2 separate regions of the Pan troglodytes genome follow, and region 1 is linked to region 2. A link is a contact called in public HiChIP or PLAC-seq data. All regions are on one chromosome and are shown on one strand. Each heading gives the region's core, a stretch centred on a gene start, on an enhancer-like site or on the middle of the called end of the contact. The rest is flanking DNA. Distances are from core to core; before and after follow the strand shown.

Region 1 (3,030 bases), core at 503-3,002, 150 kb before region 2:
TATACACATTTGTGTATGTGGAAATGTGCTGGGCAAGTCAAAACTATAGAAGAGTTGCCTCCTGTCTCTCGAATCTTCCAGAGATATCACTTAATTGTTAACAGCTTTTGTGTTAATCCCCTTCAGCCCCCAGCTCTTTTATTCTACCACGGCTGGAGACTTGATACCTGCAGTCAGCCTGCCAGTGACTCTTAGTGTCTGTTTCTGACTTATTTTTCCTGTCTCTGTCTTCCAACCCCCAATAATATTTCCACCGGGGATGCATCATTTTTACTCCCAATATTCTGTAGAGAGGGAGTCAGGATGCTGTCTTCCCACGAATAGTACTCAGTAACAAACCAATTGCATTTTAGTTGGGCAGTGCTCCCACCCACCCTCCAGATCCCTTCCAGCTAAAACCCTTCCCCCTTCCCTCCATGTGTTTCTCAGTTTCCTGTTTCGTTTGTTGGATTGTTCCACTGCCCCTCCTCCTCACCCTATCACCCGTGGATCATAATGTAAAATTCTTTTACCATGTCAAGAAATTATTAAAAATACAGGTACTTTGACCTCTTTCTAAAGCCGCAGACCCTGGTGCAATGCTCTGGTGGCTAGGGATGTACTCATGCTTGTACGTGTGCACGCTTGGACACCCACCTCCATGGACACCTAGCCACCCTGTTGTGTGTCCTTATGCCAGTTGAGCTGAATCTTTTCCCCAGTATAGTGGAAAGACTGAGGCTTCTGCCTACTGAGCAAGGTTGGGTGCTTCATTTGTGTTCAGTCTGAATTACGGGAAAGTTAGCTCTTCCCAGACCTAAGCTGCCTTCTCTCCCTACTTTCAGAAGATCCTAGTTCCTTCCTTCCCGAGTGATACCCATGAACTGCCAGTAGAGGCTGCTATCGTTCCATGTGTAAGGAATGAACTGGTTCGAGGCGTGTCCTACCCAGTTATTTTCTTTACCTTATACTAATTCTTCCTGAATAATGTCTTCAGTTTCTTGAGGAGACTCCTAGTTTTGGTTTTCAGATTACTTGGAGGGCTGCCTAGGAATCTATCTCCCTCTGAAATAAAGTTTCCTCATCTTCCACCTTGCAAGTAGCCTTCTGGTTTCCAATGATCCCCTCGTTGTCTCTGTAAAAAAAGTTTAAGGTCTTGAACAATGGAGGAGCACCTGCTCTGTTCTCTTTCAGAGATGACTACCAAAAGCTAGCAGTTTGTGAGTGCCTCCCCTGTGCCAGGCTGTTAAGTACCTAATGTGCACGATCACATTTAATCTTCAGGAATCTATAGGATAGTTGTATCTATTTGTTACAGATGAGGACACTGAGACTCAGGATAAGTATTTCCGCTAAGGTTACACAGCTGAGGGAACTGGGATTGGTGGACAAACCTGATTACTAAGCCCAGGCCCTCAGCCACTCCACTGGATGGAAATGGCCTGACTACAAATCAAGGGCTTGGCATTAGGCAACAAGTAGAATTCATTGCTTACTGCTGAACATGGCAGTGAATGCTGGAGCTGTTGGGATGCAGTTCCTGCCAGGAGGTAGGAAAATGGACAGCTTAGTGCTTGCATGCAGGCTGCAGAACTTAATTGGGCATCTGAGGTTTGTACTCTTCCTGAGACCCATTCCAGGTGGAAACTGGAGGTTAGCATCGTTAACCCAGATTCCCTTTCATCTGGTCTAAATGATGGAAATCAGTAGTTGGTACTGACTGCTACCAGTGGGAGTTCAGGGGCAAGGAAGAGGCTATGCATGTGGAAGCAGTGCCCTGGGCCAAACCACAGGACAGAAAATTGGAACAGAATTACATAAATCAAGGTCAGAAATTTCCTGCCCAACCCATGGGGTGGAGTTTTCTCCCTTCCTATCCACCCTAGCGAATATAAAGCCCGACTTGATGTCAGTAACTGGAAGGAGCAGCTGTTAGAACTCTGATTTCAGCTCTCAGCATCCACCATGCATCTCAAGATAGTCCTGGCGTTCCTGGCACTGTCCCTCATTACCATCTTTGCCCTGGCCTATGTTTTGCTGACCAGCCCAGGTGGTTCCAGCCAGCCTCCCCACTGCCCCTCTGTATCCCATAGGGCCCAGCCCTGGCCACACCCTGGCCAGAGCCAGCTGTTTGCAGACCTGAGCCGAGAGGAGCTGACAGCTGTGATGCGCTTTCTGACCCAGCGGCTGGGGCCAGGGCTGGTGGACGCAGCCCAGGCTCAGCCCTCGGACAACTGCGTCTTCTCAGTGGAGCTGCAGCTGCCCCCCAAGGCTGCAGCCCTGGCCCACCTGGACAGGGGGAGCCCCCCACCTGCCCGGGAGGCACTGGCCATCGTCCTCTTTGGTGGACAACCCCAGCCCAATGTGAGTGAGCTGGTGGTGGGGCCGCTGCCTCACCCCTCCTACATGCGGGATGTGACTGTGGAGCGTCACGGCGGGCCCCTGCCCTATCACCGTCGCCCGGTGCTGAGAGCTGAGTTTACACAGATGTGGAGGCATCTGAAAGAGGTGGAGCTACCCAAGGCACCCATCTTCCTGTCGTCCACCTTCAACTACAATGGCTCTACCCTGGCAGCTGTGCATGCCACCCCTCGGGGCTTGCGCTCAGGGGACCGAGCTACCTGGATGGCCCTCTACCATAACATCTCAGGGGTTGGTCTTTTCCTTCACCCCGTGGGGCTGGAGCTACTACTGGACCACAGGGCCCTGGACCCTGCCCACTGGACTGTCCAGCAGGTCTTCTACCTTGGGCACTACTATGCAGACTTGGGCCAGTTGGAACGGGAGTTTAAGTCTGGCCGGTTGGAAGTGGTTAGAGTCCCTCTACCTCCACCAAATGGAGCTTCATCCCTGAGGTCTCGGAACTCTCCAGGTCCTCTTCCCCCTCTTCAGTTCTCGCCCCAGGGTTCCCAGTACAGTGTGCAAGGAAACCTGGTGGTATCCTCCCTCTGGTCATTTACCTTTGGCCATGGGGTGTTCAGCGGCCTGAGGATTTTTGATGTTCGGTTCCAGGGTGAGCGAATAGCCTATGAAGTCAGTGTCCAGGAGTGT
Region 2 (3,214 bases), core at 526-3,025:
TCTAATTACACGGGCATGGTGGCACATACCTGAAGTCCTAGCTACTCAGGAGGCTGAGGTGGGAGGATCACGAGCCCAGGAGGTTGAGGCTACAGTGAGCCATGATTGTGCTACACACCATTCAGCCTGGGTGACAGAGCGAGACCCTGTCTCAAAAAACAAAACAAAACAAAAGCCATTGCAATGGGATCCTGAGGGATACAGGGAAAATTGTATCACTGGAGAGCTTCAGGAGAGAACTGATGAAATCCTGGTTGTTCCACATCTTGCCCAAGACAAATCCTATAGGTTCAGATAAGCAAAAACTGTGAGATAGTTTATCTTTCCCTTAAACTCGGAAAGCACATAAGGTACCATGTGAAAACGCTCTTCTGGTGAGTGATGGGAAATAATTCAGTTTGAGAGCCAACTAGACCTAGATTCAGACCTAGATTTGAATCCCATCTATGCCACTGATTAGGATTAACCTCAGACAAGCAATTTATCCTCTCTGAATTGCAATTTCCTCATGTCTAAATGGGAGGAGAATGCCCAAGATGCAGAGTTGTGAGGATTAAACAGGCTGCCGGCTTGTATAAAGTGCTCACATCTTGCCTGGGAGAGAATCGCTGCTCAGGATGGTGACATGGTAAACAGTATGGGTTCAGGAGTTGAACTGCTTGCGGCTGAGCCCCAGCTCCACTATTTACCCACTATAGACTTCGGGCAAATCTCTCTAAGCCAGTTTCCTCGACTCTAGAATGGAGATAATAATAGTATCTATTTCTTAGTGTTATGATGACCAAATCAGATTATGTGCATAAATAGATTAACCTGACCTGGCATAGGGTAAGCAGCTGCCATTCTTCTCTTCTACCTCCCTCATGCTTATTCTAGTTGGTAATGTCAGTGACACCACTAGACTTTAACTGTTGGGGGTAAATATCCTTTTTGTTTGTTTTTTTAAAACCAAATTTAGCAGTGGGGGGTTGTATACCAACTTTAGTGACCCTAACGTTGATAAGTTCTGATAACCCACTACTATCGGACCAGCCACCCTTACTGATCTTTGTCCCTCCCTCTTTAGCTAACAGTGCCCCCGACAGGCACCAATAAATGCCCTATTTTTTTCCCTGTGTCTCCCAAGAGAAAAAGTAAATTTCAGATTGTGTTCCCCCTCCTAGCGCCAGAGAAAGGAACTACAACAAAGCCTAGCTGCTGAGTCCAGAGCGCACAGCACAGTCGCCCTCCCAGCTCTTCCGTTGGCCGGGAGGAGTCTCCTTTGCTCTTGTCTACTGCTGGAGCTGCTAATAAAGCTTCATTCGAATACTTGAGCTGCCGCGCCCGGCGTTTCCCTCATGAGCTTCTTCCGCCCGCAACACGAGACTCAGCACCACACAATCAGCGTGGCGAAGCCTGAAGGGCGGGACAGGAAGTGAGGTCACTCCTCACCGGGGTGAAAGGTTAGCGGAAGTGTCCTTCTTTCCTTTTTGCTGTAGGCCCGGGTGGTTGCTGCCGGTAAGTAGAAGCATGGGTTGAATCTTTCAATCCGCTGCCATCCGCGGCTTGGGGGTCGAAGGTCCGGGCGGCGCCGGGTGCATTCCTTCCCTAGGTCTCTGGCGGCTACGTATCCGATCCTGTCCTGCGAGCAGGGCCCTCGGGCGGCCTGGACCAAGGCGACAGTGAACACAGTCTGAAGTTCCGGCGCAAGACCTGGGCTTGCTGGCAGGAGTCAGCTCTGGGCATCTTTGGCTTTACGGATTTTTAAGTGGCCCTTTCTCCTTGCTCTCTGCAGAAATGGGCAAGTTCATGAAACCTGGGAAGGTGGTGCTTGTCCTGGCTGGACGCTACTCCGGACGCAAAGCTGTCATCGTGAAGGTATCAGCCTCGCGGGACTCTGCGTCCTTGCATCCCGGGACCAGGCTGGCTGCGGCGGGGCGGACAGGCTTGGAATTCAAGGCCTGTTTCTGGGGCAGTAGCCAGTGAGCACGGTCAGGGTGAACGTGGGAGAGCTTTTGAGAGAGGAAAAAGCACAGTAAAAGCAAATGTGAGCTGAATTGGGCTCCCAACGCATAAAGCCTTCTCCACCAGAGGCTTTAAATATATAGTAATAGTGGCTGACATTGCACGCTTGCTATGTGCTCCCACTGCCTTTCAGGTATTGTCATGTGCAGTCCTTGAAGTAATCATAGGGGATTCCTTTTCTTTTCTTTTCTTTCTTTCTTTTTTTTTTTTTGAGACGGGATCTCTGTCCAGGCTAAGTGCAGTGGCGTGATCACTGCAGCCTCGACCTCCCGGGCTCAAGCGAGTCTCCCATCTCAGCCTCCCGAGTGGCTGGGACTACAGGTGCGTGCCACCATCCCCAGCTATAGGGGGTTCCTTCCTGTTGCTAAGGTTTGGAGGTGTTCTGTTATTTACCTGAAGTGCTGCAGCTGGGAATCTGTAAGAAGAGGAGGAAATTGCTTTTAGAAAGGTCACGTAGCCCCTCACTGTTTTCCTCTTATCCATGATTTTGTAGCTTCTTGAGAGAGTTCCCTAGGCTCTGGCCACATACACCACTGCGTTTTGTTGTTGTGGGGACACTGGAGTGCCCCTGGATTCCCCTCTCCCATCTCCTGAGACTGATCTCTGGAGTTAGGCTGTGGTGTCTTAACCTTGGCTGTACACTTCACTAGCAGTGGAGCAAGTGAATAGATACCAAGTCCTGTGAGCAGTGCTTGGCATATAGCAAGTACTTCTTAAATGTTAACTGTTGCTACTTTTAAATCTCTTACCTCTAATAAGCCGTTCCAGATGCTTCCTGATGGAGATAAACACTGTTCTGTTTCTCTTTGGTTATTTCTCATAGCTTTCTGTGATTTTTCTCTTTATAATGGTGGATCTTGGAGACCTGAGGGTGGAAATATTTTTTGGACACTGCCCTACCTCTAACACAGGGCCTAAATAGGCCCTCAGTGAATAACAAATGTAATTCTTACTCATTTAGAACATTGATGATGGCACCTCAGATCGCCCCTACAGCCATGCTCTGGTGGCTGGAATTGACCGCTACCCCCGCAAAGTGACAGCTGCCATGGGCAAGAAGAAGATCGCCAAGAGATCAAAGATAAAATCTTTTGTGAAAGTGTATAACTACAATCACCTAATGCCCACAAGGTGAGCATTTCAAGAACTAGAATTTAAATTTCTTCTCCCTGCTCTGTTGAATAAGGAGATAGACCTTGCAGCCATTCCA

The links. HiChIP or PLAC-seq counts read pairs in DNA pulled down with a chosen protein or histone mark.
Region 1: an H3K4me3 HiChIP or PLAC-seq map of stem cell-derived excitatory neurons shows a contact between it and region 2, with 8 times the contacts expected there. The contact joins the promoter of AOC2 here to the promoter of RPL27 in region 2. A contact is called at or near these places in 1 of 7 Hi-C or Micro-C datasets (stem cell-derived neural progenitor cells) and 1 of 1 datasets of contacts at active chromatin or transcription factors (stem cell-derived excitatory neurons).

The regions. Positions count from the first base shown.
Region 1 is chr19:25,300,524-25,303,553 of NHGRI_mPanTro3-v2.0_pri, reverse strand. AOC2 (amine oxidase copper containing 2) reads left to right here and starts at 1,752. Exons shown (of 4, transcript XM_016931763.4): 1 at 1,752-3,030. The coding sequence starts at 1,945. It overlaps PSME3 (proteasome activator subunit 3), which reads left to right. Exons shown (of 11, transcript NM_001251895.5): 11 at 1-1,078.
Region 2 is chr19:25,151,758-25,154,971 of NHGRI_mPanTro3-v2.0_pri, reverse strand. It overlaps RPL27 (ribosomal protein L27), which reads left to right and starts at 1,775. Exons shown (of 4, transcript XM_001159277.8): 1 at 1,775-1,857; 2 at 2,966-3,135. The coding sequence starts at 1,777. LOC112206032 (a long non-coding RNA gene) reads right to left here. Exons shown (of 4, transcript XR_002940173.3): 2 at 2,754-2,869; 3 at 2,398-2,419; 4 at 912-1,991.